5 separate regions of the Mus musculus genome follow, and all the other regions are linked to region 1. Evidence: chromatin contacts called from public HiChIP or PLAC-seq and promoter capture Hi-C data. All regions are on one chromosome and are shown on one strand. Each heading gives the region's core, a stretch centred on a gene start, on an enhancer-like site or on the middle of the called end of the contact. The rest is flanking DNA. Distances are from core to core; before and after follow the strand shown.

Evidence for each region. Promoter capture Hi-C pulls out the DNA fragments that hold promoters and counts their contacts. HiChIP or PLAC-seq counts read pairs in DNA pulled down with a chosen protein or histone mark.
Region 2: an H3K4me3 HiChIP or PLAC-seq map of bone marrow-derived macrophages shows a contact between it and region 1, with 2.3 times the contacts expected there. The contact joins the enhancer-like site here to the promoter of Saysd1 in region 1. A contact is called at or near these places in 5 of 39 promoter capture datasets (the C10 cell line, cranial neural crest, embryonic stem cells and 2 more), 1 of 15 datasets of contacts at CTCF or cohesin (CD8 T cells), 1 of 484 Hi-C or Micro-C datasets (bone marrow-derived macrophages), 6 of 115 datasets of contacts at active chromatin or transcription factors (bone marrow-derived dendritic cells, bone marrow-derived macrophages, cardiomyocytes and 3 more) and 3 of 9 other capture datasets (adipose tissue, liver and macrophages).
Region 3: an H3K4me3 HiChIP or PLAC-seq map of bone marrow-derived macrophages shows a contact between it and region 1, with 4 times the contacts expected there. The contact joins the enhancer-like site here to the promoter of Saysd1 in region 1. A contact is called at or near these places in 14 of 39 promoter capture datasets (the C10 cell line, the HPC-7 cell line, HPC-7-derived erythroid cells and 10 more), 1 of 15 datasets of contacts at CTCF or cohesin (CD8 T cells), 2 of 484 Hi-C or Micro-C datasets (the G1E-ER4 cell line and neural stem cells), 10 of 115 datasets of contacts at active chromatin or transcription factors (astrocytes, bone marrow-derived dendritic cells, bone marrow-derived macrophages and 5 more) and 2 of 9 other capture datasets (liver and macrophages).
Region 4: a contact with region 1 is called in a promoter capture Hi-C map of liver. The contact joins the enhancer-like site here to the promoter of Saysd1 in region 1. A contact is called at or near these places in 10 of 39 promoter capture datasets (the 3T3-L1 cell line, the HPC-7 cell line, HPC-7-derived erythroid cells and 5 more), 3 of 484 Hi-C or Micro-C datasets (embryonic stem cells and liver), 13 of 115 datasets of contacts at active chromatin or transcription factors (bone marrow-derived dendritic cells, differentiating embryonic stem cells, embryonic stem cells and 3 more) and 2 of 9 other capture datasets (adipose tissue and pancreatic islet).
Region 5: an H3K4me3 HiChIP or PLAC-seq map of embryonic forebrain shows a contact between it and region 1, with 5 times the contacts expected there. The contact joins the enhancer-like site here to the promoter of Saysd1 in region 1. A contact is called at or near these places in 14 of 39 promoter capture datasets (the C10 cell line, the HPC-7 cell line, cranial neural crest and 7 more), 2 of 484 Hi-C or Micro-C datasets (embryonic stem cells and trophoblast stem cells), 6 of 115 datasets of contacts at active chromatin or transcription factors (bone marrow-derived dendritic cells, embryonic forebrain, embryonic stem cells and 1 more) and 3 of 9 other capture datasets (adipose tissue, liver and macrophages).

The regions. Positions count from the first base shown.
Region 1 is chr14:20,079,941-20,085,747 of GRCm38.p6, forward strand. Saysd1 (SAYSVFN motif domain containing 1) reads right to left here and starts at 3,232. Exons shown (of 2, transcript NM_026209.1): 1 at 2,938-3,232. The coding sequence starts at 3,147.
Region 2 is chr14:19,886,153-19,891,959 of GRCm38.p6, forward strand. It overlaps Gng2 (guanine nucleotide binding protein (G protein), gamma 2), which reads right to left. Exons shown (of 4, transcript NM_010315.4): 3 at 5,134-5,249. The coding sequence starts at 5,220. Among named protein-coding and RNA genes, the nearest start is that of D14Ertd670e, 50 kb to the left of the region's middle. Within about 2 kb of position 3,654, at least 5 of the 459 cell types and tissues checked have an H3K27ac peak or open chromatin away from gene starts, as enhancers often do. A contact at or near this core is called in bone marrow-derived macrophages, where this site is marked.
Region 3 is chr14:19,912,834-19,918,640 of GRCm38.p6, forward strand. All of the region lies in intron 2 of Gng2 (guanine nucleotide binding protein (G protein), gamma 2), which reads right to left. Among named protein-coding and RNA genes, the nearest start is that of Gng2, 62 kb to the right of the region's middle. Within about 2 kb of position 3,553, at least 15 of the 459 cell types and tissues checked have an H3K27ac peak or open chromatin away from gene starts, as enhancers often do. A contact at or near this core is called in the G1E-ER4 cell line and bone marrow-derived macrophages, where this site is marked.
Region 4 is chr14:20,221,513-20,227,319 of GRCm38.p6, forward strand. No RefSeq gene overlaps it. Among named protein-coding and RNA genes, the nearest start is that of Kcnk5, 43 kb to the left of the region's middle. Within about 2 kb of position 3,194, at least 56 of the 459 cell types and tissues checked have an H3K27ac peak or open chromatin away from gene starts, as enhancers often do. A contact at or near this core is called in adipose tissue and liver, where this site is marked.
Region 5 is chr14:19,939,989-19,945,795 of GRCm38.p6, forward strand. The region is part of intron 2 of Gng2 (guanine nucleotide binding protein (G protein), gamma 2); the gene reads right to left. Among named protein-coding and RNA genes, the nearest start is that of Gng2, 34 kb to the right of the region's middle. Within about 2 kb of position 2,548, at least 20 of the 459 cell types and tissues checked have an H3K27ac peak or open chromatin away from gene starts, as enhancers often do. A contact at or near this core is called in embryonic forebrain, where this site is marked.

The DNA.
Region 1 (5,807 bases), core at 1,982-4,481:
TATCCTCTTCCTAATGAAAAGAAAATTCCTTAAACTAGATACTGTGTAGTTTGGGGGACAGGAGGCATTGGGAAACCAGGAATGTTAAACACGCAGGGGTGTCTCCTCAGTGGAGGAAATTTGAGACTGGAATTTGTTAATGACCTGGTGATCTTCTGCTATCTATAGAGACAGACCTCACCCAAACCCCAGAATGATTCTTCCAGACTCTCCCTCCCTAGACCTTTATCTTTAGCTCCCATTCTTAGAGGAGATATCACATGTACTTTATAGTCTGCTGACCTCTATGCTACTTGATCAGAGGCCACACCAGATGTTAGGCCATTAAGCTAGAGAGCCCATCTTCAAGGTCACATGTACTTTGCAAAGGAACTTCTATGTAGTGGCACCTGAAGCTTTATTGTACATCTAGACTTACCTCTTAGAAATCCTTTTTCAAATTCTATTGTGTTTAAATATGCATGCCCATACTATATGGCCTGGCATCAGACTCTCTGAAGTCTGCTCCAGGTCAATGAAATCAATCTGAATCAAGTTTTCATTCTCACCTCTTTGTGGTTCCTTGAAACCTGCAGGGAGCAGGGACCCCCTCATGTAATAGATCAACTTAAATGATTTTAATGTGAGCAAGATTAGCCATTCTGGTATAACGTGATTTGGGGGTAGAGTGGGGTCTTTGTTTTCAACATGGTTTCTTCCTTATGTAGCAGTCCAGCTTCAAGTTCACAACCTGCCTCCCTCAGACTCCTAAGTGCTATGATTACAGGCATGCACCACTACTCAGCCATCTTATTGGGAGGCAGTCCTGAGGATGGAACCTAGGGAAGTGAACATGTTAGTCAAGTCCTTTGCCACTGATTTATACCCCTGCACTTGTTTGTTCATGTTCCCATTACCTTTTTGGCGGTGCTGGAGATCAAACCCAGTACATCATACATGCAAAAGAACAACTCTGGCCCTGATCTACGACTCCAGCTCTTAAAACTTTCTTTTAAATTTTGAAACAGGGTCAAAGTCGAGCCTTGAATTCACAATCCCCTGCCATAGCCTCCTAAGGAGCTAGGATTACAGTCCTTCCTTACTAAGGAAATCCCCACCCCTAGACAAGGCCATAAAACAGGGCAAAGACTCCAAAATGCCTGCCACCCATATTCTCCAGAAAGCAGTCCACCCCCATTAACATGTACTGGAACTCTGGAGGTAAACCAAAAAAGGCAAACTGACTTATCTTTCACCTGCTGCCCAGAGGTTAAACAAACAGATTCATCCCCCACACTTATTTCAAAAAGCAGTTTACCCAGAAAAGCAGTTTCTGGGTCTGGCAAAGCCATGCTCTCCCAGTCCCTGATCCTACATGGCACGTTCTCCTGTACCCTCAGGTACTGATCAGCAGGGTTTGGGTGTGCCAGCCTCTCAGAGCAATAAAAGTCTGCTTTGTGTAGAGGTCAGACTGGGTCTATTCTCTGTTTTCCTCATTTGACTTCTTACAGACCCAGCCCTATGTATGTATTTGGCTCTTGTTATGGTTACAAGAAACTAAGGCCCTGTGACTGCTGAAAAGCGTAGTGTGCTGGTTCATTTCTTGTCAATTTGACCCAAACTAGAGTCTTCTGGGAAGAGGGAATCTCAATTGAGAAATGAGAGTGCCAGTAGGCAAGTCCATGGCCTGTAAGCTAAAATAAGCCCCTTCCTCCCCACATGGCTTTGGTTATGGTGTTTATCAAAATAACAAAAACCAAACCAGGACACAAATTTCCTCCTTGGAGTGTTTCATATTTCCACCCAGGGATTCCAACCTCACAGGCAAGTACCTTTGCCAGGATACTCCTGTGTGGAACTATATGAAGCCACAATGAGATTCGAATGGGCTATCATACTTGTCCAAATTATTTCTACCTAGATCACTCACAGTTGAACTTGAATACCCTTCTCTAGTCCAAGAGGGGCCTATAAGCCCATGCACATCACTCTAGGCAGTTACAGTGGCCACACTTCCATAGTCAAACCCCGTTTTGCACAGGCCAGACCTTGCTTAGCTTCAGAAATCAAGCTGCATTCAGAACAGTATGGCCATAGTCTCAAACCTCTTTTTGTTTCCTGGTCCAAATCCCATTTCTAAAGTACAAGCTACCCGAGACACTGGCTTCCTCTACCCAAGGTGTGAATAAAGTGCAGCCTTAATTACTGCCACCTCTGAGCCATAACCAGTAAGGCCTTTACCCCCTCACTAGCAGTGGATGCAGCTCAGTGGTTTCAGACCCCAGGACAAGGTGCTGAGGTGTATATTTTACACACCAAGCAGACCTGGCCTCCAGGTTCTCCAAGCATCTCTCAGTCCCTACCTAGCATACCCTACCCCCAACCCTGAACTTTCCAGCCCACAGGCTCTTTACTATATAACCCAGACTTTTTTTTGTTTGGTTGGTTTTCTCTCTTCCTCTTCTTCCTTTTCCTTCTCTCTTTCTCTTCTCCCTCCCCTCTGTCTCCCTTCTCATGGCGACTTCCCTGGCCTCCTTCCTAGGGCCAGTGAACTCATCGGCACAAAAGCAGCTTCCCGATAAACCTATATATATACTAATCTGGCTTGAATTGGCTTACTTCACCAGTGGAGAAATAACTTATCAGTTTCTCAAAGCCACGAATCTCTGTCATTAACTCGCAGTGAACAACTGGAGAGCAGAGATGTTTCTTCAAGCTCCCTAGAGCTTCGCTTTGTTTTCAACTAGTTGCTGCATAGGATTGTCTGGGATGGAAAACGTCAAGGCCACGTATCATGTGCTGATACACAGAGCGGAAATGCGGTGTCCAGCCACGAGGCAGGCGAGGAGAGAGCGCACAGGACAAGGAAGAGCCAGATATCCTGGGTGTGGCTTGGGCAGGCAGGGGCGTGGCCCCCGCGCGGAGGCGGAGCTTCAAGGTGCAGGCCTCTCTCCTCACCTGAGGCTGGTTGGGCTGAGCCTGAGCGATGGCGGGGTTGGCTTTCCGTTTCAGGAAGCGTGTCAGCCAGCCCGTGGCTGTCTTTGGGGTCGCCGCCGCTGGCTCCGCCTTCGCTCCCGAGGTCTGTACGCTCTGACTGGACGTGGAAGGCTGGGCTACCAGACTGGCCCGTTTGCGGGCCTCCCGGAACTCGGCTAACCGCTGTTCCATGGTGCGCAGCCGCCCGCTCGCCGGTGTGTGTCCAGGCCTGTCCTCGGCCGCCGTGCGCCTGCGCACGTGGCCCTCTGTTGCGCCTGCGCGTTGCATGAGCCCGGGTCGGAATTTTCCAAGGCTTTGTGACGTCTGGTGACCCTCCTGTACCTGGAGCGGTCCTCGGTTCTCGAGAGGAGAGTGAACTGAGTGTCCCATCTCCTCCGGCTAAAAGGTTGCGTTTAAAGTATGAGAACCGTCAGATGTTCCGGCTCTTGCCCGGGCCGCAGAACTCAGTTCTGACGTGTTTGCTCCTCACCTCAGGTTCAGGGAAGAACGCATGCGGGGAAGCCAGTGGTCAGCACCGCAGAAAAAGCGTCTCGGGACGCGGGAGGAGACCTGTGATCTCTGGGAAGTTTCCCGTGTCAGAAAGGCAGGATGCGTCCTACCTTCTAACTCTTACTGCAGTCTATCAGTCTCGCTGAAGGTGTTCACACCTCCATTTTCTTAGCATTTAGTTTGCTTGCTACACTAGAAAGATGCATTGACTAGACAAGAAATGTAAAACAAACGAACTTACTGAGGAAAAACTTAAATACACAAACCTGGGGGGGGGGGTTGTCAAAAGACTTTAAAAGCTAAGGATAGGAGGAAGCCAGACTGAAACTGTCTTATGGCCATCACAGGGCCACTCTTGAACTCCCAGCAGCGTGTTTGCCTGCACAAAACCAAACGACCCAACCTTCGCAAGCCCCCACTCCTAACTGGGGAGCTACTTATGGGTGATGATTTCGGGCGGGGTAGAGAGTCAGTTTCATGTAAGCCCTGGTAGATCCTGGTGGATTGCTCCATACCCATGAATGGGAATTTGTGGACTTCTTAAAAAGTGAAAAAGAGGACAAGGTGCGAGAGGGGTCAATGTTGGAGGAGTTAGAGGAGGAGAATGCATATGACCAAAACATACTAAAAATATATAAAATCTATAAATCGTAACTATAGTGTGTAACTACCATCCAGTAAAGAACATTTCTAGAACTCTGGGTGTTCTTATCCTTTCTTGCAATTAGTATTTACCCAAAAATTAAAATTTTAGATCTTACAGTTTTACAGATTTTTAAAGCTCCAAGCTAAGTACCAAGGATTTAGCTAAGTAGCACTTGCAGAATTGAGTCTCAAATACTTGTTGGATACTACTGAGTTCGAGTCAAAAAGCTAGAAAATATTCATTTAACAAATGTTTGTCTAGGGCTATGTGTTGAGTTCGGCACCAAACATTAAGGATTGAGAGCAGGAGGCAGGGATCACAAATGAAATAAAGACCTTTGCTTTCTACATTCTAATTGGAAAGATTTTTTTGTTGTTTTGGGTTTTTTGTTTTGGGTTTTGGGTTTTTTTTTTTTTTTTGGTTTGTTCTTTTGTGTAATGTGTGTGTGTGTGTGTGTGTGGTCTGTATGTCAGTGCAGTTGCTTGTGGAAACCAGAAGAGGGTGTTGAGTCCCCTGGAGCTGGAGTTCCAGGCAGTAGCTGGGGAAGCATTCTTAACTGCTGAGCCATTTCTCCTACTCCCAAAGTGGAGTTTCTATGGCAGTGTCATGTTGAGAAGCTATGAAAATCTCTTTCTCATCAGTCATAGGCCTGTTTCCCCTTAGAGACTGCAAATCCTTTTTGTTCATTGCATTTGTCACCCGACAACACTAAAACCTTAGAGCACACAGGGAAGGCGCATAGAAATAATGCATGGCCATCTGTGGCCTGTGGTGATCAGTGTCCCTGGTAAATGCGGTGCCTTCAGAAGGGTAAGAGAGGAGGCCTGGCAGAACTAAGTGAACCAATAGGGATGATTCAGAGGCCATCTTGCCAGCACCTGGAGCTGGAATAACAGGATGAGCCAAGGTTGCCCGTGAAGGATCACAGAATGGGTAGGGAAGGGTGGGAAAAGGATCAGCTGAGGCAAACCGGGACTTTCCAGGCAAGTGCTGACATCTTCTGTCTTGATTTGCTGACCCATTTTCTATTTGCTGTGCTTTCTTCTTATAAATTTGTTTTGGTACTTTGTAAACTTAAGTCCTTTTTGGAAGAGGTTGAAAGATGAGATACCAGAAAAGATGAAAGGATCATGAAGAACAAATCCCGCCAAGCCAACTTCATTTCCTCTTCAGATGAAACTGCAGGATAGAGAGCTCAAGAGGTGGCTCAGGGGTTAAGAGCAAATGTGCTGCTTTTGTTGAGGTCTGGAGCCTGAATCTCAGCACCCACACCAGGCTGCTCACAGCCACCTGGAATCCCAGCTCCCGGAAATCCAGTGCCCTCCTCTTGCCTCCTCAGGTACCCATGCATATACACAGACACAGAATTAAAAATAAAAATGAATCTTTAAAAATAAGCCCTGGGGGAGAGTAAATAATTGTTTCCTGGAGGGCTGGAGAGATGACTCAGAGGTTTATAACACTTGTTGCTCTTCCAAAGGACCTGGGTTTGATTCCCAACACCTACATGGTCATAGATAACCATCCATAATTCCACTTGTAGAGGATCCAGCATCCTTTTCTGACCTCAGGCACCAGGCATACATATTGTGCATGTATATACATATAGGCAAACACTCATAAACCTTTCCAATATACTAGTAGTTCCAAGATTAAAAACCCATTTAAGCAGAGAAAGTGATAGTCTCTTAAAGCC
Region 2 (5,807 bases), core at 2,404-4,903, 190 kb before region 1:
GAGCAAGAAGGAGAATCCGTTGAAAAGGTATACTAGAAATATTTGAGAGAAATAAGCAATCTTGAAATTGTTATGGGGGTCAATTTATGAGTCTAACCATTTAAGAACCAATCAGTTTCTTCATGTTCCTGGCCTTGGATTTTTCCCCCTCTTACCTCTAGATTCCTGATTGTAACATTAAGAGTGGCCACTTTCAAAGATCACCCTAGTTTACAACAGTTCCTGGCTCCTTTTTTATTCTTAATTCCTAGAAATCAGGATTTTATGCTGCAGCTTGATTTTGATCACAGGTGATTAAAGTTAGAGATGTCTTATTCTTCCTAACCAGAGATGTCAGACTAAGGCGGTGAAACTGGAAAAAACATGGCCAAGTCTTCCTGTTACCTTGGGAGCTGAGGGTGGCCATCTGGTATCTGTCATATGCACCAATCAGCTGAGAAATTCACTCTTCCCAGGAAATACAAATGGCAGGAGAAGCAATGGCTCATCGTGGAAGCCTCCCAGTTCCCAGTGGCTCCAGTCATCCCTTTAATTGCTGACCCTTCAACTGCATTTCTGCCCCTGTATTCTATGATACCTTGTGTCTTGTATAAATAATCCCCTCTTTCTGCTTAAGTTAGTTTGCTTTGGGTTTCTGTTTGATACCCGAAGAGTCCTAATATGGTAATAACAAGATACTTCCTGAAACCCTGCTGTCCTCTACTTCTGTATGTGTCCCCCACCTGCATTCTAAGGATAGATAAGCTTTCCCTTATTTCTCTATTAGGCTTTGTATATTCCCTGCTTTAGAAATCTGAGCATCACCATTCACAATCCCTCTCTATGCCTTTGCTTTGACTCCCTGGCTTTTACTCCCTATCCTTGAAGGAAATGCTAACAAGGAAACAGAGAACACCTGGGAAGGTCATTTATATATGCCTGGGCTTATGAACAGATATGGGCTCCATTAGTCTGAATCTCCCAGGACATACGATACAAAGGTTAAAAAAAACAAGAAAGGTTTCAAACTAAAAAGTGTTATTCAGGTCCAACAGAACAGGCTGGGTTACTCTGGGGGCCACCTGATGGGTAAGACACCTCTTGCTTATGGGATCTTTGGGAGTTCCAGTGGTAGCTGCACCCTAGTCCTCTTACCAAGGGTCCTCCTCAGGTCACCTTAGCTACAGCTGGTTCTTCAAGATGCACATAAAGCTATTGTTTGATGAGGTAACATCTATAAATGGAAAATTAAAAGCCTAGCATTGTCCAAAAAGTCCCCTCTTAACCAGGCAGTGGTGGCACACCTTTAATCCCAGCACTCAGGAGACAGAGGCAGGTGGGTCTCTGTGAATTCAAGGTCAGCCTGGTCTACAGAGCAAGTTTCAGGACAGTCATCGATACACAGAAAAACCCTGCCTAGAAAGCCAAAAACAAACAAGCAAACAAAAGTCCCCTCTTGCTGCTGGAAGGCTCAGGCCTAAAAAAATAAGTGAAGCAGTTAGAAATCTCAGAGCCCTTGAAGGATCCCTGAACCAGCTAGCTGAGAACGGTGTCAATATAGTCACAGTGTTACCCAACAGAGAAACTAAAAATAATTTGTCATTTCACCACAGAATGCCTGGCTGGCTGTGTGGTACAGAACAAATGCCAGAGTACAGGCTGCTGCTGTATTTCCATCAACAGAAGGTCTGATGACATCAAGAAGGACTCAGAGATGCGACTGCGAAGTTCACTCGGGTAGTGGCCACTCCGTGCATGGTTCATTGGGCTAAGCCTTGCATGTGCTCCCCACACCCCCCATCTCTCAGAAGCTATTTATTCATGTCTCTTCAAAGAACACTCAGGGGTTAGCTTTGACATCTTTGGAAACTATCCTTCCTGGATATTTTTGCTTATTCTGATAGCAGGTCGTATCGTCCATGTCTACCCCTCACATAACTGAGGGCATGAATCCTATCTGTTCATTTCCAAATCTAATGAGTGCCAGCAACATAGAAAATCTAAAATATGTATTAGACAAATAGATGAACAAATGAACAGATGAAAAACATCTGAACGTCACAGGGAAGGTCCTGGAACGCTTCTTTGAGAACCTATTGATTGGCCTGAGTCCTTAGGGAGTCCGTGCTCCCTCATGGAGTGCTCCCTCATGGATTGCCTCTCAAGGAGTGCCATTTTCATTAGTAAATCAAGAGTGGAAAGGGAGAAATGGAGGATGTTCAAGGCACTTGAGTCTCCTTTCGAGGGAATCAAAGGTAGTTGATATGACATTGTGGGCAAAAGGAAGGACATGAAGCTGAAGAGATGTGCAAGGGAACTCCATGGATTCCATGAACATTTGAGATTTGTTATTTAATGAATGGGGATCTATGGAATAATTAAGTTCTCTGTGGGAAAGGAACACAATGAAATTTTCTCCTGGAAAGTTTTCTTGGCAGGAGTGTGACAGGTGACTGACAGCTGACAGATGCAAGCTGAACTGGACTGCAGGGACCAAGCAGGAACCATTGCAGTCAAGGATGCAGGCATGGAAAAAATGACCTGGTGGAAGAGGGCATTTCAGCATGTGCTCCTTCAGGACCAGTGTCTAGTGATTGTGAAGAGTGGTGGGTATGCCAGTTACAGCAGAGCTTCATAAAACAAAACTCCTGTTTCTCAGGATGATGATTGGTGGAGAGCCTTGGTCCCTCATAAAGGAAATGAGTGTCTCTCTCTGATACAGCAGTCCCTGGGCCACCTCCCTTCTCCTAGAGGTTAAAATGCTCACCAGTCTCTGTATTTTTTTTTCCAGTAAAGGAATGAAAAAGAAGAAGCAATGAAGGAGAAGGAGCCAGAGAGTGACAGAGGAAGAAAACACACAGGAAGGAGTCCTTGTCTCACTCACAAGCTAGGAAAAATAAACACCGCAGAAAACAGAGAGGGACGATGGTGTGGCCCACCTCCAGGAGTCATAGTTTACAAAGGAAAATGCCCTGGCTATTTGCCTAGCTTCTTTATGAAGGTAGATTAGCGCTCTCTTCACTATCCAGGACCGGGCAGACAGAGGGAGGAGGTTCATACGCCTTGCTCTGAGGTAGCAGGTCTTAACTGTAGCTATATGTTGGAATTAACTGAAGATTTAAAAAAAAAAAAAAAAAAAAAAAAGACTGATGCCTAAACCCTAAACCCAAGAGATCCTGATTTAATTGGCTCTCCTTTTGGCATGTTTTGGGAATTGATCTGTTTATAGAGTCCTTTGAGTGATGTGAACATAGAGTGGGCAGAGAACAACTGCTCTAACCAGCAGACTCGTTTTGTTAAGGGACAGAGGGTCATTATTTGGAGTTTTGTGGCCTGTGTGATCTCTGTTAACACCTCTATTTTATGGCCAGAGTGTGACTGGAGCCACCCACAGAATGTAAGTGAATGAGTATACACGTGTTTCAATAATACTTTATTTATAAAAACAGCGTGGGCTGGACTTGGGTCCTGAGCCACATTTTCTTGCCTACTGCCCAGTCCAGTGCACCCACTAACTGATCTGGACTTTTTAAGGTATAGAAGAGAAAGTAGAAAAATGTCATGGTCTTTAAGAAGGCACTTGGAATAATGTTCTAGTTTTATTTTAGTACAATGAGATATGTTTCTGAGTTCCGTTTCCTAAAGTGTTTCTAAGGAAGTGAAATTATGGTGACTGACAGAAATTTACCACTTGGGCAATCCAACTTATAATAGCTGTCTATTCAGTGACAGTGGGGCTAGCTTTACATTCAAAACACGCCAAGGGTCTGAACACTGAAATCTGGGGCATGAAAGAAAAAGTGGATTACTGATCTTCCTTAGACATCCATGCGGCTTGGCCTCTTAAGGGAGAGCAAGAATGACTTTGTATGTGCACGTGGAGGCCAGAGGTGAATGCTGGATATTGTTCTCCATCTCTCACAACCTTAGTTTTGAAACAGGGTTTCTCACTGAATCTAGAGTTTTCTGTTTCTGTTAACTGGCAGGTTGTTGAGTCCTTGAAACCTGCCTGTTTCTGAGCACTACCACATCTGGATGTTTTCTTTTTGCATCATTTATTTATGGTGCCTCCTTACCGTGCACGCGCGCTCGTGTGTGTGTGTATGTGTGTGTGTGTATGTATGTGTGTGTGTGTGTATGTGATGTGTGTATATGTAGTATGTGTGTATATGAGTGTGTATGTGTGTGATGTTTGTATGTGAGTGTGTGTATGTGGTAAGTGTGTGTGGTATGTGTAGTATGTGTGTATGTGTGTGTTTGCGTATATGGTATGTGTTGCGGGGTGTGTGTGTGTGTGTGTACCACAGTGCACATGTGGAACTCAGAGGGAGTCAGCTCTCTCCTTTTACTCTGTGGGTTCTGGAACTTGAACTCAGATTGCTGGGCTTATTATTGATCAACTTTACCACTGAGCCATCTTGCAGGCACCCAAATTTGACTTTGTGTGGGCATGCTAGAGATCCAAACTCAAGCCCAGACGTTTGAAGGAAGGTACTTCATTCACTGAAATGCCTACCTAAGCCTCAAGTGTGAAAAAAAAAATCAGTAAGATAGAAAGATGAAAACTTGTCAGTGATGAATGAAGAAAACAGATTAGACTCATAAAATCAGCACTAAATTTGAGATACTGAATGGCACTTCCAAAATGAGAAGATCTTTATTGGGTCTGGAAGTTGGCTAGTGGATTGATGTCTCAAGTGCCCACCCTTTGCTTTGGCTGGAACTCAGCACAAGCCCATTTCTTTTTGCTGTGGTATTTATTTGTTTGCTTGTTTATGTTTTTTAAGACAGGGTTTCTCTGTGTAGCCTTGCCTATCCTGGAACTCGCTCTGTAGACCAGGCTGGCTTCAAACTCAGAGATCCACCTGCTTCTGCCACCCAAGCATAAAGATTGAGGCCATGTGCCACCCTTGCCTGGATTGTTTCTGACTCAACATAGGGACCCCACTTCAATGCATATCATCATTTGATGTTGGAGAATCCTCAAGAAAACAAAGATACCTTAGAGAAATTAGTATCAGTGGAATTGTTAGAACCCTCTCATATTCTTTCTGATATTACCCATCTCTGTAGAAAACCAATCAAATGGCAGTTGGCTGCAAGACATTTGCTCCTTAGTCAAGTTAGATGAGCTACAGATTACGTCATCTTCACCTTTATCCTGTCGATGTTGGCTTCCATCTTCAGCTGTTCTACCAGCTTCCTGGCTTGTGCTATGCTGGCGGTGTTGTTGCTGGCCATTGGAGCGTTGGATGGGGTCTTCAGAGACTCTAGAAAACACGGAGGAAGACTGCATCAGAGAATTCACAAGCTGCCACGCACACATTTCTTCACAACTGGTGGACCTCAAAACACTGCTGGTAACCAGGCCTGATTCTCCAGCCACCTGTATCTCAATCAGCATCATGTATAACTTGAAGGCATTGATTTCCCATTTCTGCTCTGCCCCAAAGAGTTTACCTAGTCTGGCAACACACACACACACACACACACACACACACACACACACACACACACGTATATATGATATTAAATCATCTTAATTTAATTTATAAAATGCCCTGGAATTGGTAGCATTCTGGTACACACCATTACTGTGTGGCTGCTGTGGATATGGGTTCTCTATTGTCCGGGGCTGGGTGATGTGTCCTTAGAGAATGAGAAGAAGGCTGAACAGAGCAAACACAGGCAAATTCAATTTTCTTTCAGTTCTCAACACTATTTCCAATATTCTATCAGCATCAAGCTCTACTCTGCTGTTCAGCTGTGACCACCTCAAACTGCTTACCATAGAGACACTAAACTGGGACGGCAGGGGCGGTGGGGAG
Region 3 (5,807 bases), core at 2,303-4,802, 170 kb before region 1:
TCTCAAGGTCGACCTTGCAGTTCTTCAGATGTCCATCCTTAAGTGGGATTGCTGCACTACTAGACCTCGCTGGGGGCTTCACCACAAGCTTTCTACCTCAGCCTCCTGAGCTGCTGAGATTATAAGCTTGTGTCATGGAATCTGTTTGTTTTTAATTGTTTGAGTAACTCGCATACTCTCCATAACATCAGCACTGTGTTGCACTACTAGCAACATTGCTCAGAGCTGACTCAGGCCTCTGTGGCCTTCACATCTGGAAGTGCTGTCCTGATCCTTCAGTTCTTAGCCCATTGCCCGACTCTGCTTGTTTGGCACTTCTGACCACATCAATGGTTGTTAGCACTGGTGTTTCTGGATTCTTGTCTTACTGTCTTATTACTTCCTTCTTAGCTGTGCCTGCTTGGTCTCCACCATCTCCTGGATCCCCACATCTTAGTCTGTTTGCTTTTGTCTACACTCATGTTCATCACCCTATATGATCCCACTCATTGCCGTGACTATAAAAACCAACTTAGATCTCCCAGGCTTATGTTTCCAGCACCAGTCTTGTCTGACTTCTGGAGCCATGTATCCAACCGCCGGCCTGCCCTCGCTACATGAATGGGCAGCCCCCACTTGCTGTCACTCAGTCTGGACTGTTGATTCCCTCCAGCAGACTGGCTCCTGTGGCTTTTGCCATCACAATCCTAAGCTCTGTGTTTCTAAAGGTTCAGACTGAAAACTCTCAGGGAACCTCCCTGCCATGAGTATCTCTTCTCACATCTGCTCTCCACTAGACCGACAAACTCCAGGACTCTTCCTCCAGAATACACTCAGAATCCAGCCCTCTCTTCACTGCCACTACCACCTCACATTTTGTTCCTTCTAGAACATATAAATAGCAGCCTGTGGTCCCAAACTTTGCCCTTGCCTCCTTCAGTCCACTTCTTGTACACCATTCAGTGTTCTTTTGTAAAAGCTACATCAGGTGGTGAGGCCTGTAACCCCAGCTACTTGAGAGGTCAAGTCAGGGGTTTCTTCAGTTCAAGACCTGCTTGGACTATAACTTGAGTTCAAGATCAACTCAGGCAACTTGAGACTTTGTCTCAAAATTAAAAAAAAAAAAATAGAGCTAGGGATAGTGATATAGCTCAATGGTAGACCACTGACCTAGCATATGTGAGGTTCCAAGTTCAGCTCCTACCACTCCATCACACACACACACCAGGATGTCAGTTTGCTCACAACTCATCCTCACAGCCACAGGTCTAAGTCCTTCCAATGGACTCCAGGCTCTGAATGACTAGGGACCAGGAATCCTGCTTATTGGCTTTCTACTGGATCCAACTCTTTATTCCAATATGATGGCAACATCAACTTGCTGTTTCTAGAACAGTCTTAGGACCTTTGCACTTCCTCATGCCTCAGTTGGGCCTACTTTTTCTATTCACTTTAGTCACGCCTCCTTCAACAGTATCTCCTTCATGCTGCTGTATCACTAAGTCTAGAATAGCTCCTGACTCCCAGTAGAATGAGTGAATAAATTACTAGTTTATTTTTAGTAACTAGTCATAGTACACATTAATGAATGAATGAATGAATGAATGAGGTACACATGTATAGTTTTTGTCCAAGAGTAATCTGATGATGGGCCTAGAAAGGTCTACTGCTCTGAGACTTTATTAACCACAAAGAAAGCTTAATGGAAGCTAGCTTCCAAGATTCTTGTTGATGAGAAGAACAGCAAGATATCCTGAAAGGTGCAGTAATGGCACTTATATCCAGGGGGTAATCAATGACCTCCTAACTGGAATTGAGGCATGCTCAATAGAAGGGAAATTATGGTTGTCCTTACCATCTTAGCCCACTAACCAGCGCCTGGTGAGGACATGGGTCCCAGAGGAAAATCCACTATTGCCACTTAATCTCTAACTGCATTCTAAACAGTTACCCATTAACCAGCAGGTAAGTGTGTCCTCATCTCTCATCAGAGGAGCTTCTCTGCACACACAGAGACCATTCCAGAAAGTCACAATGAGTCAAAAATGAAGAAAAGAACAGAGAGTGCAGTGCTCATTCCTTATCCATACGTCTACAACACAATTCCTACACCTAAGACTTAGGAAGCATCTTGGAAGGGGGAGTGCAAAGACTGTAAGAACCAGAGAACTAGGGTGTCTGCTAAGAGATAGTGCCCTCTGGACACCACAGAGAAGCTGCTCCCATGAAACCTTAGCAGTACGGTTGCCTGAACAAGACCCAAACAACAGTACCATCTGATGAACCAACATGGATGGAGGTGAATCTCACAAGACCCTGTGCTGCTTAGTGTTTGTTGACACAACCTCAGTCATATGGGAAGAAGGAACGTCAACTGAGAAACATGTCTCCATCAGATCTTCTGTGGGCAAGTCTGTGGTGGCATTTTCTTATGAATGATTGCTGCAAGAGGTCCCAGTTCACTGTAGGCGGTCCCACGCCTGGACAGGATCCTGGGCTTCCTAAGATCAAGCCGAGTGAGCAGTATCCCATCCACTGGCGGCCTCTGCATCAGTCCTTTCCTGCCACGGCTTCTTGCCTTGACTTCCCGCAAGGATGGGCTGTGATTGGGACATACAAACCAAAGGAAATCTTCCCTCCCCAAGTTGCTTTTGGTCACAGTCTTTATCACACCAAAGGAAAGCAAACTAGGACAGACCCCATCCATAGATAAAGAACCATGGTTAATCAATAACGGCTGAGCAAGAGGAAGTCATCCTCTTCAGGGACAAGGCCCATGATAGATTATTCAATCTCAAGACGTCAGCTCTAAATACAGATACATCCAAGCAAAACTAAACAGACTCAGCAGGTTGTATTTATAAACTCGCAAGTGTGTGTGTGTAAAACAATAATAATTAAAGAATATGAGGCCATGAATTTAAGGGGTGTAAGGGTGGGGTCAGGGTATACGGGAGCAGTTGGAGGGAGAAGAAAGAGGAAACGGTATGAAGATAGAACTTACATATGAAATTCTAAAGAGAAAGAAGGTATCCTATTGGCTCTAAGCTTTGCATTACCAATATAGAGAAGGTGATCTGAAGTCTGCTTCCTGTGGCACTTCTGGGACTTGTTAATTTTATTTAATTTTTAGAAAGGTAAGCAGCAGAAAGAAAGGTCATGTCCTAGGACTCATACTGTATTGTCCTGTTTAGGGGAAACACCACTAAAGTAGAATAGAAACAGACTTTGTGGCTGAAGAAATAATAGGGAGGTCATGTGACTAAGATCAACGACTGACTGGAAGTGACCCTCACACCCTGAACACTAGTACTGACACTAGAAGCCTCCAGAAAGCCAGAATCCTTTCCCAGGCAAGGCCCAGCCTGCAAGCAGGACTTGTTTCTTCCACAAATGAAAGCCAAGGTCAGAGCTCACATCCTGAGCCATTTAGCTTCCTGTGGATAGGACTTAGGAAGCCCCATGGCTATGGTGGCCCTTTCTCATTAAGGCAGGATGGGGCTGGGTAAGCAGAGCTGACTTTGCCAAGAGGAACCAGAGTACTTTGACCATATTTATACAGTACATTCACCAAATACACCACAGGAAGTTCATACAAAAGAATGGAAACTAATTCCTGCCTCGCCAGGCTGCCATTCAGTTGACTGAGAGTGGAGCACCAGGTTGTATGCAGAGGTAAATGCTCACTGTTGGGAGCATAGCACAGCGATCCTTGCACAAGTACATCTCCAGATGAACCAGGAATGCTAAGCATGTAGAATTGTCTTTCCAATGGGAAAGATGTAAAACCTATTCTCCCATCCAGAAAGCTGAAAACTGGAAGTGACTAATTGCCTGGTGATCTGTGTGATTTGTTGGCTCTAGGCTTACCAAGTTCCTACAATCAACACTAGAGGTGGCTAGTAATCTAAATGATACTTAAAGCCAGGGGCTCCCCAAGCTCTTACAACAAAGACTGGAGACCTTTACATTCTCTGTATAACCAGAGGCTGTCCAAGCTCCCACAACCAGGATCAGAAGTGGCTAATAGCCCAAATAACCTCTATGTTATCTGTCTGATGAAGATCAGGACAGACCCTTCCTAAGACCCTTAAGCTAGTATAAGTAGCATATCTCTAAAACCCATCTTCTTAGAAGAAATGACAGGTACCCTGAGTGGAGTAGTGACGTAATTAAGCTTCCTTAATGTAGCACATCGGGATTGTGTTACACTAGGAAACTTTCCTTACAAATTATATTGTGTTTAAATTTGTTGGGAATAAACCTCCTGACATCAGACTCCCTGAAGTTTGATCTGGGCTGACAGAGTCCATCTGAGCCGAGTTTTCATTCTCATCTCTCCACGGTGAGAATGGCCTGCCCTGACCACTTGCAGGGTCCCCTCAGCTCACTGCATAGGAAGAGGGTAGAAAGGGAGTTTACTGAATTTCTAAAGGCAAATGCTTCATTGTTGGGGAAATTAAAATGAGGGCAGAAACATGTTCTGATAAAATCAGATAACATCATCATGGCAAAGCTTTCTAGAGGTACGCATTACCCATTAAAACTGTTGTCTGTCTATCATACTGGGATGAGGGCTTTCCGGACAAATGAACCTCCTAGCTTCTCCTCTCCGCCTCATGCCAATGTCCCCTGTGTTCCTGTGGCAAGTGACATCAGTATTATCCTAGTGAATATTTCCATGAGAATCCAAGCGAGGCTGAGTGGAAACTGAGCACCACTTCTAGTTGGAACCTGAGTATGTCATCGACCCCATCCACCTTCATTCACTTTCGGTTGCAAGCTCCCAGCCTGTGTTCATGGCTAGAGTCTGGTATTCTTCATCCTGTGTCCTGCCTTAAGGAGCAAACTCCACTGGAGCTTTGGGGGACGATGTGATTTATGGAGACTCATTTTCTGAGCCCTGGAAGGCTGCTTAGTGAAGCTGACCCTAAGCAACCTCCTTTAATTTCACATACGCAGCGAGCAGAACACCAGAGGCTCCATGTCAGGATGACTTTCCCCAGTCATCCACCACTAGGGTACCAAATCAGAGCTTGGAGTAGACAGAGGTCCCATTACAGTAGCTCTTTATAACAGCCTGAGCCACAGCGACAGCCCTGAAGCTCACTCAGCCCGTCACTTGCAGGGCTTTCTATCCAGGCGACTCTGTGATTAAGCAAATCAGCCCAAGGAACACTGTAACACTACGGAGTCAGTTTTGAACTTCAAGCCCTGGAGTCAGGAACACTATTGTAGATGCCCCCTTCATTCCTGAGACAGACAGACACACAAGACAAAGTATATAGTGGTTCTTTGAAAAGTCCTGAAGGTGTGGTTTGCTAAAACCGAAGCAGGCCTCTAGTGGGCTCTGCTGCTGCTCACGGCCGTTGCTGTGAGGGCACAGAGGCGGGAGAAAGGCAGCACAAAAGGGTTCTCCAGGAGCTTCGGTGTCGCCATGGAGGGAGCCCGTAGCAGCCGTAAGTTCTTATGGCTAACTTACTTCTCAGTGTTTGCAAAGGCCGTCAGAAGACTGTTTTTGTCTGTTTGCGTTAAGCTTTCAGCCTTCCTTCCCATAATGTCATTCTTCCAGAGTGTCCAGGAGGCTCGCTTACACTAACTGGGCAACTGAAACCTTGCCTGCCCTCTGGGGTATTCTTTCTTTCCATATAGAGACTTGGGTGGTACATCTACTCGTAGGTTCAGTATGCTGAGAGCCTGGGCCAGACAGTGAACAGGACATATTCCTTGCTCATGAGCACAACACAAACACAGAAACAAACCCACAAAGAAATCATTTCAAGGTAGAATGGTGGCACTAGCAGAGAGAAAGCCCAAAGGCCACTGGG
Region 4 (5,807 bases), core at 1,944-4,443, 140 kb after region 1:
CTGACACCCTCTTCTGGCCTCCTCAGGCACCTGCACTCACATGCACATAATTAAAAATAAAATAATAAAATCTTTAAAATGCGTCCGTTCCAAAGGCATAGATTGTTGAGGTTTCTGTTTCCCCCAGCTTGCCCCTTAATTTTCCAACTCTGGACTCAACACAATTACCAGTCTTCTTTCCATGTGTGCGTGAGAGAATATACATATTGGTGTGCACAAAAACCCGGGCTGTAGGCTGTAGGCTGTAGGCTGTTGCTGCGAAGCCTGAAATTCTGTCTTTGATTCCCAGGACCCAAATGGTGGAAGGGGAAAGTCAACTCTAGAAGTACAACATAGACACACAAGATGAATGAATGAATGAATGAATGAATGAAATGATTAAATTAAATGGACATTAAAAGTGTGCAGCCAAGGGGGCAAGCATCTGGAAACTTCTGAAGGTGAGTGAGTACTTGCATGTTGGAGACGTGGTGTTCCTAAGCTGCTCTCACTCATGACCTGCTGACCATGTTCACTTACAAGCTCTTGGGAGTGCAAGTTTGGGAGGGAGACACTGGAATGAAGACATACTCCTATTATACAGCAATGGGGAGAAAAATGGATATAGCCGAGACATGATGATACCTGCCTGCATAAGAGACAAATCACAATGCTCCATTTTCAGTAGGAAGTGTTCTTAGAGCTTATTACAGGTGACCAGGGGATGCTGGGCCTCTCTCCTGAGCTGGTGCTGGAGCAAGCTTGTCTCAGAACTCTGAGAGCTGAGAAGTTACAGACAGTCCGATACACAAGATTAGAAAGGGAGGCAACCCCAAGGCCTGGAATCTTCATTAGACAAGGCTTTGCATCTTGAACTAATAGGATGGAAAACTTGGGAAGGGGGCTTTCCAGAAAAACTCCAAGACTGTGACTCTCTAAAGCCTTCAGCCTATAGAAAAAAAAAAGTCAAGAACCTCTCAAGATCGGGGATTTTAAAAATCTCAGGCTTGCACCAAACCAGCAAATCAGACATTTTTACCTATTCTTTATGCGAACATCCTTTCTGTAGACTTGTATGTTTAAATCTGCTTCACTTTCCCTAATCTTTTTTCCTTCTTCTTTTTGAGGCAGGGTCTTACTAGGTAGCTTGGACTGGCCTGGATTCCCTAGTCTTTTTTATTTATTACAGCATAAGGGTCTTGTTTCTCATATCTGTAATCCCAGCTCTCAGGAGGTTGAGGTTAGGAGAATCCTGAGTTCCAAGCTAGCCTGGTTTACACTGTGAAGCCCTGTCTCTAAAACAAATACTCTCCACCCTAACCACCACTACCCCCAAACCAAAAACAAAAGGAAAGCAAGAAAAGGGTGAGTATGAGTGATAATTAGGAAGCCACTCAAAACTATGTTGAATTAAAGAAATAGCACTGCATTGAAGACTACTGTGAGGCATCTCATATCAAATTCACACAGGACAGGGGTTAATCTACAGCCTTTGGTACTAGGAGGGTTTCCATTCACAGGTGAAGGGGTAGTGATGGGGGAGATAAGTAGAGGAGAGCTGTGTGCCATGTGCTTTTAGTCCCTGCTTAAGCTTGGGACTCTGGAGGGTAAGATCTACAGTGTAGAGATCAGGAAAACCAGGGTGGGTCATGAAACTCATGGCCAACAGGGAGTTTTGATTCTGAGAAACAGAAACTCAGTAGCCACTTGACAGTCAAACTCCTCACAAGGCCTAGGCTGAGCCAGGCTGACTAAAAGGCTGGTAAGGAGGCAAAGGTCTCCTTTAATGTCACAGCCATCCAAGCACCTGCTGTGGTCAAGTTCAGGCCTAGCTCCTTCAGGATCTGAGATCCGTGGAACTTAAACCATCCGTGGGAGAAGGACGTGGCAGGGAGATAAACAAGAACACAATACCTACCTGAGTCACTCCCGGAAGCCCAGAGAAGGAAGTGGGCATCTGGTGTGAGCTGGGCAGATAGCACCACACTGGAAGGGCAGGAACTAAGACACTGGCCCAGGTGTTGCCGGTGGGTGGCATGACATCTTCTGGGACTGGAGGGCAGGGAAGAGCTGGGCATTCTGAGGAATTGCTTTGGCTTTTATCTGGAACTCAGTCTGTGTAGTGAGTGGGGCTGGGAGAAGAACTCATGGCAAAGCTCTGCCTGTTGCTTCTCCCACCCAGCACAGGAAGCCAAACAAGGAGCTGAAAGGCTGCCTCTCTGGAGGGACCAATAGGGCTCCTCCCGCATGGTGAAGAACTGAACAGGAGAGAGAGAGAGAGAGAGTCCTGGGACACTCTGCAAAGAGCCATCTAAACATTACCAGCTCTCTCTCATCCAATGGCTTCTGCCTGTAGCTCACAGCAGGTCAGCCCTGTGGCCCCTACCTTCAGCTCCTTTTTTTTTTTTTTTTTTTTGGTTTTTCGGGACAGGGTTTCTCTGTGCAGCTCTGGCTATCCTGGAACTCACTTTGTAGACCAGGCTGGCCTCGAACTCTGAAATCTGCCTGCCTCCCAAGTGCTGGGATTAAAGGTGCGCACCACCATGCCCAGCTACCTTCAGCTCTTAATTCCCACTTTTCACTCCCTGTTCCTGTCTAAAAGGCTCCTTCCTCAAAACACAAGTTCTTGGCTCTTGGGTTTTCTTCATCATCTATTTTCCTCTGACTCTCTCTGTCTCCATCTCTCTTTGTCTCTGCTTCTGTTACTCTCTCTGTCTCTGTGTCTCTCTGTGTGTCTGTGTATCTGTCTCTCTCTCTTTCCTCCTCTTTGTCTCTCTCCCTCTCTCCACCCTCTTGTTCTCAAAGAAGCAGATTTTTTTTTTCCTGGCTGAGAGCCCAGCTGCCCAGCCCGAGATTGTACAAGCCGATCTCAGTCTCTCGCCCATCTCCGGTTATGTGGCAAAGTCCCAGCAGATGCCACTGGGCCACCAGATGCACTTTTCCTTTCTTGCCTCTGGGGTGTGGGCCTACCAAGGCACCAAAAGCCTTCACCCCCATCCCCTGGAGCCTTTTTTCTGGAGCTAAGGATGGAACCCAAGGCTGTGTGCAAGCTAGGCAGACACTTTACCACAGTGCCCCACCTGTAGCTTCTTTAAAACTCCTCCAGCCCCCTCAGGAGCCCCTCGCTTCCTCGTGCGGGTGTGCCTCCCTTTCCGCTATGAGGACACAGAGCAGTAGGGCCTGATCTACACAGGCGTCTTGACCCTTGCCCACAGGGCCGAACAGAGAGGACAGACTCTGATCTCTTCCTGCTCCCCAGCTGAAACTTGGCACAGGGTAGGTTCACAGAATTCGGCAGACGTGGAGATAAGCCAAACTTTTTGGTCGCCCATGGAAAAACAGGTTTGAGGAAACTTCCAGCTTATTTGCATATATTAATCCTTCAGAGAAGGAACAAGCTGGCAAGTAGGTGGTGGTGGTAGGTGTGTGTGTGTGTGTGTGTGTGTGTGTGTGTATGTGTATATGTGTGTACATCTTTTGAGCCTCAGACTGGGACAGGGTGAGGAGACTGAGGGTCCCAGGTCATAGAATATAACTAAGGTTGTGTCCAATGTGAGGAACGTGTAAGGACCTCTTTGCATTTCATCCTTTGGCCCCTTCCCTGCTTCTCTCTGTAGTGCTATACTGATGGTTTCCATAGTGACTCTATTTGCACCTGCAATGAAAAGTGATTGCTTTCAGTAGAGGCCTTAGAGATCTTAAAAGTCTTCTGGAAGGCAGCATTCAGTGGCACAAAGGTGACTCAGAGTCATTGCAGGATGGATGGACCTTTTGCAGTAAGTAACACTGGCTACTGTAGGCTGAACAATCCACTGCCTGGTACTGACAGCTAAGCCTGTCTGTCCTTGGACATTACAGAATTGGGGAATAGGGAGACTGATGGCTTGTTAACTGTCTTGCCAGATAGCCTTAAGCAAATCAGCTTACATCCCTGTGACTCAGTTTCCCTGTCTGTAAATTAGAATCTTGGAACATCCGAGGGGATGTGCCTATGAAAATTAAACAACACAGGAAGGAATGAGGAAAGTACCTGAGCGAGTGTCAGGGTCTGTTTGTCAGTTCTCAGAAGAGGGGATCTGTGTTACCCAAGCAGGCCTGAACCCTGTGAAATTCCCAGCCTCCCAAGCAGCCGGCTTCTATTAATAACAGTCTAAGTCCTTAATCAGTGCAGGGAAACCCATGGGAGCATGGTGTCAATGGGGCCCAAGGAGCTTTTGTGGTAATGGCTGAACAGCCATTAAGTGGATCTGATGCAGACAGAAGCTGCGCATGCAGGGTCCTTTTGAGACTATTGTTCAGACTTCGGACTCTGCTTTTGAGTCTACACAAAGGCAGCTGTGTGGAGAGAGGCCCAGGGATGGAGCAGAACACATCAAGAATCCAGAGCTCCCAGTCTTGGGGAGGGCTCTGGGGTACCTGGGATTTGGAGGGCTGCCTGTCCTCTAGAATTATGAGTGTTTGGACCTGGTTTCAAGGTAAATAAGCATAGGATTAATACATGCAAATGCGCTTGTAACTGGACCTATCCGGTCCATAGACCTGTTTTCCTGAGTGCCCAAGGTGCTTCGCAGCCGGGAGACTTCCGTGTGGTTCATGCCTGTGATTTCAATACTTGGAAGGTCAAGGTGGGAAAACTGTGACTTTCCCAAGGAAAAAGGAAAAAAAAAATATCAGAAAGAGGGAGGGAGAGAAAGATAGAGTTCACTCAGGAAATAAAATAATACCGATTTAAACATCTCTTCTTTATAGTTTGTTGGTTTGTTTTCTCTGGCTTCAAGCTCTTGGCTCCATATTACAGGTGGATAGAGAGACAAGTGGATGACGTCAACAAAAATTAAAGAAAACAAAAAGACACAAGTTCAATTACCTTGGGGTTGAGGTCGGAACACTTTCACAGAGATCAGGAATTCCTGCTGCTGGCTGTGGAGTCTCAAACACTCGAGCCAGATGCTCAGTGACACTTCTCATGTGTCTTTCTTTATTCTTGAGTGTGAGTATGTGTACATGCTCGTGTGTGTGTGTGTGTGTGTGTGTGTGTGTGTGTGTGTGTGTGTGTGTGTTTGCACCGGCTGCACCCTGAGGTCAGTGCACTGACTGCACGCTGAGGTCAGTGCACCAACGGCACCCTGAGGTCAGGGGACAACCCCAGTGCCATCCCACGCCTGAGTTTTGAGTCCAGCACACTCACTAACCTGGCCATGGAGCCCCAACAACCCGCCTGTCTCTGCCTCTTCAGTGCTGGGATCACAGGTGTGGGCTCCAGTGCTCAGCTTTTTTACATTGGTTCTAGAGATTAAACTCAGGTGCTCATGTTTCCAAGGCAACCAGTACAGCTCAGAGTACCCTCCGCCTGGGGACAGGTCTCTGCAGTAACTCCAGGTCCAACTGTTCACCTCAGGGAGGGAAAGTCTGATAAAGATTTTATTGGAGCTCACTGTTCCCCTGAGTCTCTAGCTGCTGTCAAACTGTCCTGCCTCTCCGTTGCCGGTATTTTTTATTTTATTTATTTATTTTTTTTTTTTATTTTTTTTTGCCGGTATTTTTTAAAATGCCTGCTCTTGGCCCCAAGCCCAGTATGTTCCCCAGTTATTCCTTTCTGACCCCCAGTTCCCCTCCCACATCTACGTTTCCCTCAGTGCCCTGTTCTTTATTGAGTTTTTGCTAAGCATGCTGATCACTAGTTCCTGCTACAGTGCAAAGGCTGACCAAAGTGCATGGACATTCACAAACAAAATCCTTAGAAAAGCAGGTTAGCAATGGTTTCAGCAGCTCATCTTCTTGGTGCTATAGCTTGGATCTGCAGCATTGCCCAAATACCCTAGTGTTAA
Region 5 (5,807 bases), core at 1,298-3,797, 140 kb before region 1:
GGTCCTATGTTCCTGTGTTCTAGGGACCTGCTGTATCTATGTTGTAATGAAATCTCTACTTCTTCTATTAGGTCATATATTAGAGCTTGTCTGCTGTGCTCTGCCCCATACCATATGCCTCTTCCAAGAGAAACCACAGTGAATAATCCACAGAGAAGATATGGTTTTATTTATTCATCTATTTTTTTAAAAGCTGTGTGTGTGTGTGTGTGTGTGTGTGTGTGTGTGTGTGTGTAAATGTAAAACCAGCAGGGGGCGTCAGATCTCCTGTGGGCTATCTGAGGCAGGTGCTTGGAACTGAATACAGATCTTCTGTAACAACAGGAAGCACTCTTAATGGCTGAGTCATCTCTCTAGCCACTATGTGTTTGTTTTTAATTTCCAATGCTATGAAGTCTGGTGCTATTATAAAATCCAATAATTACAATACATAACTGGAAAAATGAAACAAAATATTCATCAAAAACCAGACTCTTTTTAAAAAAATTATTAGATCTAAAGAGTCCAAATTACTCTATAAAACACAAGCTTTTCGACTAATATAAAAACTCCTAAGTGCTCAGTCTCCAGTGGTATACTCACTTAGGAAGGCCACTGTGTCTGGTACTTGCTAGAAAGGCGAAGCTTCTGGCCCCATCCCAGACTCACAGAAGCACAGCTTCTGAACTAGCCAACAGGACTGGAGTGGTTTGCTACATGCTAAACTTTAAGATTCCCTGATAGGGGAGGACTAGAAAGCAGGATTCACAATATTAGATGTCAAAGGGTCCAGGTCTATATAAAAACATAAACCTGAGAAGAATGGCAGATGTCTCAGAAACTGCAGCAAGGATATCCCAACAGAAGCACACATACACAATCCCTTCATGAATGTATACACACACACAAAGTGTGCATTTACACACACGTCGTACCCCATGCATCCTACACACAGCTCACTGGCCAGCAAGCAGCAGGATTTATTACTTTTTTCAGATGCAGACAAAATCTTTCAACTTAGAGAAACAATGAATAACTTTCCCTGCCAACGACAAATGCAGCATTGCATATTAAATCCTAAGTGTCTGAAGCTCTGTTCTCCAGCCCTTGGTTTTGTATGATAATCTACATTTCTATCTGTAACTCTATCTACCGCACACCATTTTGAATTGTGGCATTCTACAATGGACTTTAAAGACGAGTGTGTTTAATCTTCCTCGACTTCCATGAGCTGTTTCAGAAATTAATTCTTATCGACTAATTTTAAAGTGAGTTTGTTATCATTTAGACAGTATCCTTTCTATCAGTATTTCTATTGAAATTGTTAAATTGGTTCATATTAATTAACTTGGTGGTGGAATAGAAAGATAAAAATAGGTTCAGTGGCTGCAAGTTCGGAAGAAAGATAAAGAGCCTGAGCCTAGGGAATAGCTGCAACAATGTCTCCCTCAGGGCCGGCCGCTGAAGAAATTAATAAAATAGCATGCAGATTGCTGGGAGGACTGCATTTGTCCCCAAGAGCTCTTCAGCGTGTCCACCCTTTCTCCCCTCTGCCCCATTAACAGTTATCCTTATTCAAATTAAGACAGGAATGAAGAATAAAACATTTGCAAGCAATACATTTCTCCCTTTAGAGTTGTTTGGCCATGACAGAAGAATTATAAATATTGTTGTTGTTTTAAATCAACATTATTTTGGGAAGAGATGAACTATGGGTTATATAATTTAGCATATATAACTTCTGATCTCTCAGCACTTTCTAAAATTTTCAATATGTTCAAAAAGAGGCTTCATTGTTATGGTTTTTTTTTTTATGTTTTGGGGGAGATTTTACTTCTCATGGCAACAAAATTAAGCTAATTGGGGCTAGAGAGATAGCTTGTGGTTAAGAGCATTTGTTCTTGCAAAGGACCCAGGTTCTACTCCCAGCATGCACATGGAAGCTCACACTGTCCAGAACTCCAGTTCCAGGGGATCTGACACACAACTCTGTGACATCTATGAGCACCAGAAATGCACATGGCACATAGATATACATGCAAGCAAAATACTCATATACATAAAATATACATCTAAATTAAAAAAAAAAACAAGATAATTAATATAAGCCTCAAAGGAGGGGCTGTCCAGAATTTGTGATGCTCCAGTCAGGAGCTGCAGGGCAGGAATGGATTGGTCGGGCTACCTCTTCCAAACTTCCCTGTTGCAAACTCACTTTTGCCAGATGGGTCAGGACCAGACTTGTGTGGCACAGAGAAGAGCGGCATTCAAAGCGCAAGCCTCATTCCTTGGCAATCAGTGTGTTCTTGGAGGTCTCTTCCATAGAAGAGATATGTTTACAGACAGCTCAGCAAAGACCTGGTCAGGAAAGTCTGGACACAGCTACACTCCCTTCCCTCTGCCCCCATCTCTCCTCATTTCCTTCAGAATGTCTTTAGGAGGTAGTGGTCACTCGCTCAACCTATCTTATCTCTGCCAGTTCCCTAAGGTTTTGCAGCAGGAGCGTATAGGGGGAGAGTTGACCTTGGCAAAGTGCTGCTGCTGACTGCAGAGATGGCAGGGCTGGTGACAGGCAGCAGAGATAGGCCTCATTAGGAGCGTGGGCCTTCTACAGTGAATGAAGCATTTGCAGTCAGTTCACATCAAACCGTTTTTAGTTATTTTTAATTCAGACAAAGGACTTTGCCTGGCCCTTTGTGGCTATTGTGCTTCTCCCATCAGGTTTCTGTGGGAGCTGTTGCTTTAATCTCTCTCTCTCTCTCTCTCTCTCTCTCTCTCTCTCTCTCTCTTTCTCTCTCACTTTGTTTCACATGACTTGCATCTTTCACTTTTATTGAGTGAGGATGAAGAAGCCCATAAGAAGCCCATGAGACCACCTCACCCTCAGGGCGACTCTGTTGGAGCAACTGTCATCTGACCCTGGTTACTGTCCCTGAGAGGAGGACCTGACCAGAGGCCCCGGTGTGGAGCAGCAGCTGTGTGGAACCTGAGTGCAAGTCAATGACTACTTAGGGTGGGTGGGATATGTTGAAATCTTTCTCGAGTTTCCCCAAATGAATAGCCATCTTGCTTGGAAATTTAGTTTCCTAAAAGTACAATTGCAGATGTTAATATCAATGCCTTGGGGGGCTCATGGTCCTAACAGTGGCTGCACTGGAAAAGAAGTATTTGGAATGTCATCTGGCCTTACTTTGCAGAGGTTTCAGGGTTTCTTCCACACTGGAGTTTGAAATGTTACCAGTCCAGCTTCAGCATCTTCCCTTGGATGCTAATTTACATGCATATGTCATGTCTTTAATGAATCCTAGGAAGACTATCTATTAAGTTATTGGGTTTTTAAAAAATTATCTGTTTTATTGGCTCAAGTATTAACATGCCCTACCATTATTTTAAAGTTAAGAATCTATATTTGAAAAAAGTTAAAAACAAAAACAACAACAAAAAAAAACCAACTATGTCTCACTATAGGAATGGATCAACTTGATCTGGATTTTTTTAGAGCTTATTTAAGCCATCTAACTTATTTGATCCTATGATTAATAAACATGCTTACCTAATTAATTAGCGAGTCTAATTAGTTCTCCATATAACCATGCAGTCCCTTTGTTATTTCTAAAAAAAATCCTCAATTGTTACATTGTGATTTTCTACAACATAGCTTTCTTTTTGTTCTCTCTCTCTCTCTCTCTCTCTCTCTCTCTCTCTCTCTCTCTCTCTCTCTCTCTCCTCTCTCACGTAGACTGTTATTCAGATGGTGGGGTTTTATAGCCTGTTAATTTTCATTGAGACTTTTTAGTGATTTCAAATCAGATCACTCTAAAGTTCACTGGTCTCCTTTCCCTATTCTTCTGTTCTCTGGAGTCATGGATTTTAAAAATGAAGTGTATATTTTGGAAATGTCCTCTCAGACTCTGAAGGCTGAGTGTACGTTAATATGGGGTATTTGTTGGATTCTGTTGGCTTTAATAGCCCAAGGAATGTCATCCACACCCTTAGGCCATTAGTGTCTCAGAAGTAACCATGTTCTACTTACAAATTCCAGCCTTTAGTAATGAGCGCATATAAAACAACTATAGATTGCTTTGCATGATAACAAAATTCCTTCAATAAATGATAGTCCTTATCTAACAGCAGTGTACATCCTGCAGGTTTGTCAGAAAATGAGCTTCTAACCAACAGATAAGATTCTGCTTCAAGGAGCATTTACACTTAAGTATAATAATTCATCTCCTCTATTCAGATTGCTTTTAGCAAAACTGTGGCTGTTTGAGAACCGAAAAAAATATCATTCTTGCTCACAGGCAGCTTCAAGCATCCCTGACAAGCACTGTGACACTGGCCGGAGCCCATAGCGGCATAACCTTAAGCATACTATAGTAACATATTGCATAATACATGCATATGGAAATATTACTTTAAAATATCTGGAGAAAAATAAGGAATCTATATTTAATTACTCTGGATGAAGGAAAAGTCCCTGTGCGAGGCAAGAAATGAAGAAGCCACACAAAATAGACATGTGACTAAAGATAAAAACAAAAAGAAAATCATTATAACTAAACTAAAGAGCAGTGGTGGTCAGGGAAGTAGATAACTGTATTAAATGGGGCAAAGTATGATCATCACCCAACTAAAACTCAATGCAAATGGAGTCAGACAACCTTGTAGAAACACAGACAAAAGGTAAGAAATGACAGCCCACAAAAGAAGAAATGCAAATGACTAATTAAAACATAAAAATATTCTCAGCCACCACAGATTTCAAGAGGACACAAATCCTAATAATATCCATCTTCATGTCTCTCTGCTCAAGCCACACAGCCCACCTTCCCGCCTTCCCGCCTTCCCGCCTTCCTCTTCCAGGCACTCTTCCTGTGACTTTCACTCTATGGATGACTAGAATAAGACCTAGAGACACACACTGTGGCACCTTGCCTTCCAGGGCCAAGATAGAATGAAAGGTTGTGCAATATTGTTTCCAAGGGTGCCCGAGGTTGGAAAAGAAACAGAAAACAGTAACAAAAGGCACGCACCACTATAAAGGTTTTCAAGTCACCTTGGAAAAACAAAACTTGTCAAATTACAGCAAAAAAGCAAAGGCAAAATTTCTGAGCAGAGGCATGCTGGGTTTGCGCTCCTCTTAGGTTGGCAGCACCTTGGACTCACCTTCAGGTTTACAGTAAAAGGCATCAAAGTTCAACCTTGGCGAGTAAGATTTTCTCAAGGAAAGTGAGAGGAGACTTTTCTCCCCTGTAAACTGTGAGCACAGTTTACACAGAAACGCAAGCTTACTGAGTTAGACCTGGGGCGGAAGGGGGTGGGGGGCTGTACTTGCAGTCACCACAGTAGCGAGTGGTGGTCATCCTGCAGCATGACACAGGGAGAGCTAAAGGGGCGTTAAAGGAGGCAATGAATTCCCAGCTCAAGGACGACAGTTTGAAAAGGCAGGAAGCCTGTTTTCAGTCCACCCTGCATGGCTGCCGCAACCGAGATTGATTCATTCTTCTTTCTGCTTTGGCTCCTTTTCCTTTCTGGGAGCTGTTCTGAGTGTGTGGACTTCCAGCTCACGCCCTGTTCTGCCACTGTCAGGTATTCAATGTGTCAGCCGGCAGAGTTCAGATGCTTTGTACACAGGCTACCCTGTATCTAGTTAACACAGTGAAGCTAGGGGAAAGGGCGCTTGGATAATCAGCTCTGTACTATTTTTAAAGGAAAGAAAAAGACAAAAAAGTCAAATGGTAACAAGTCCTTTATGATTTAAGTAAACCAAAGCAACATGGCAGTGCGCCTCACTTCTGCCAGTGAACAGCATCTACCTGCAGCTGCAC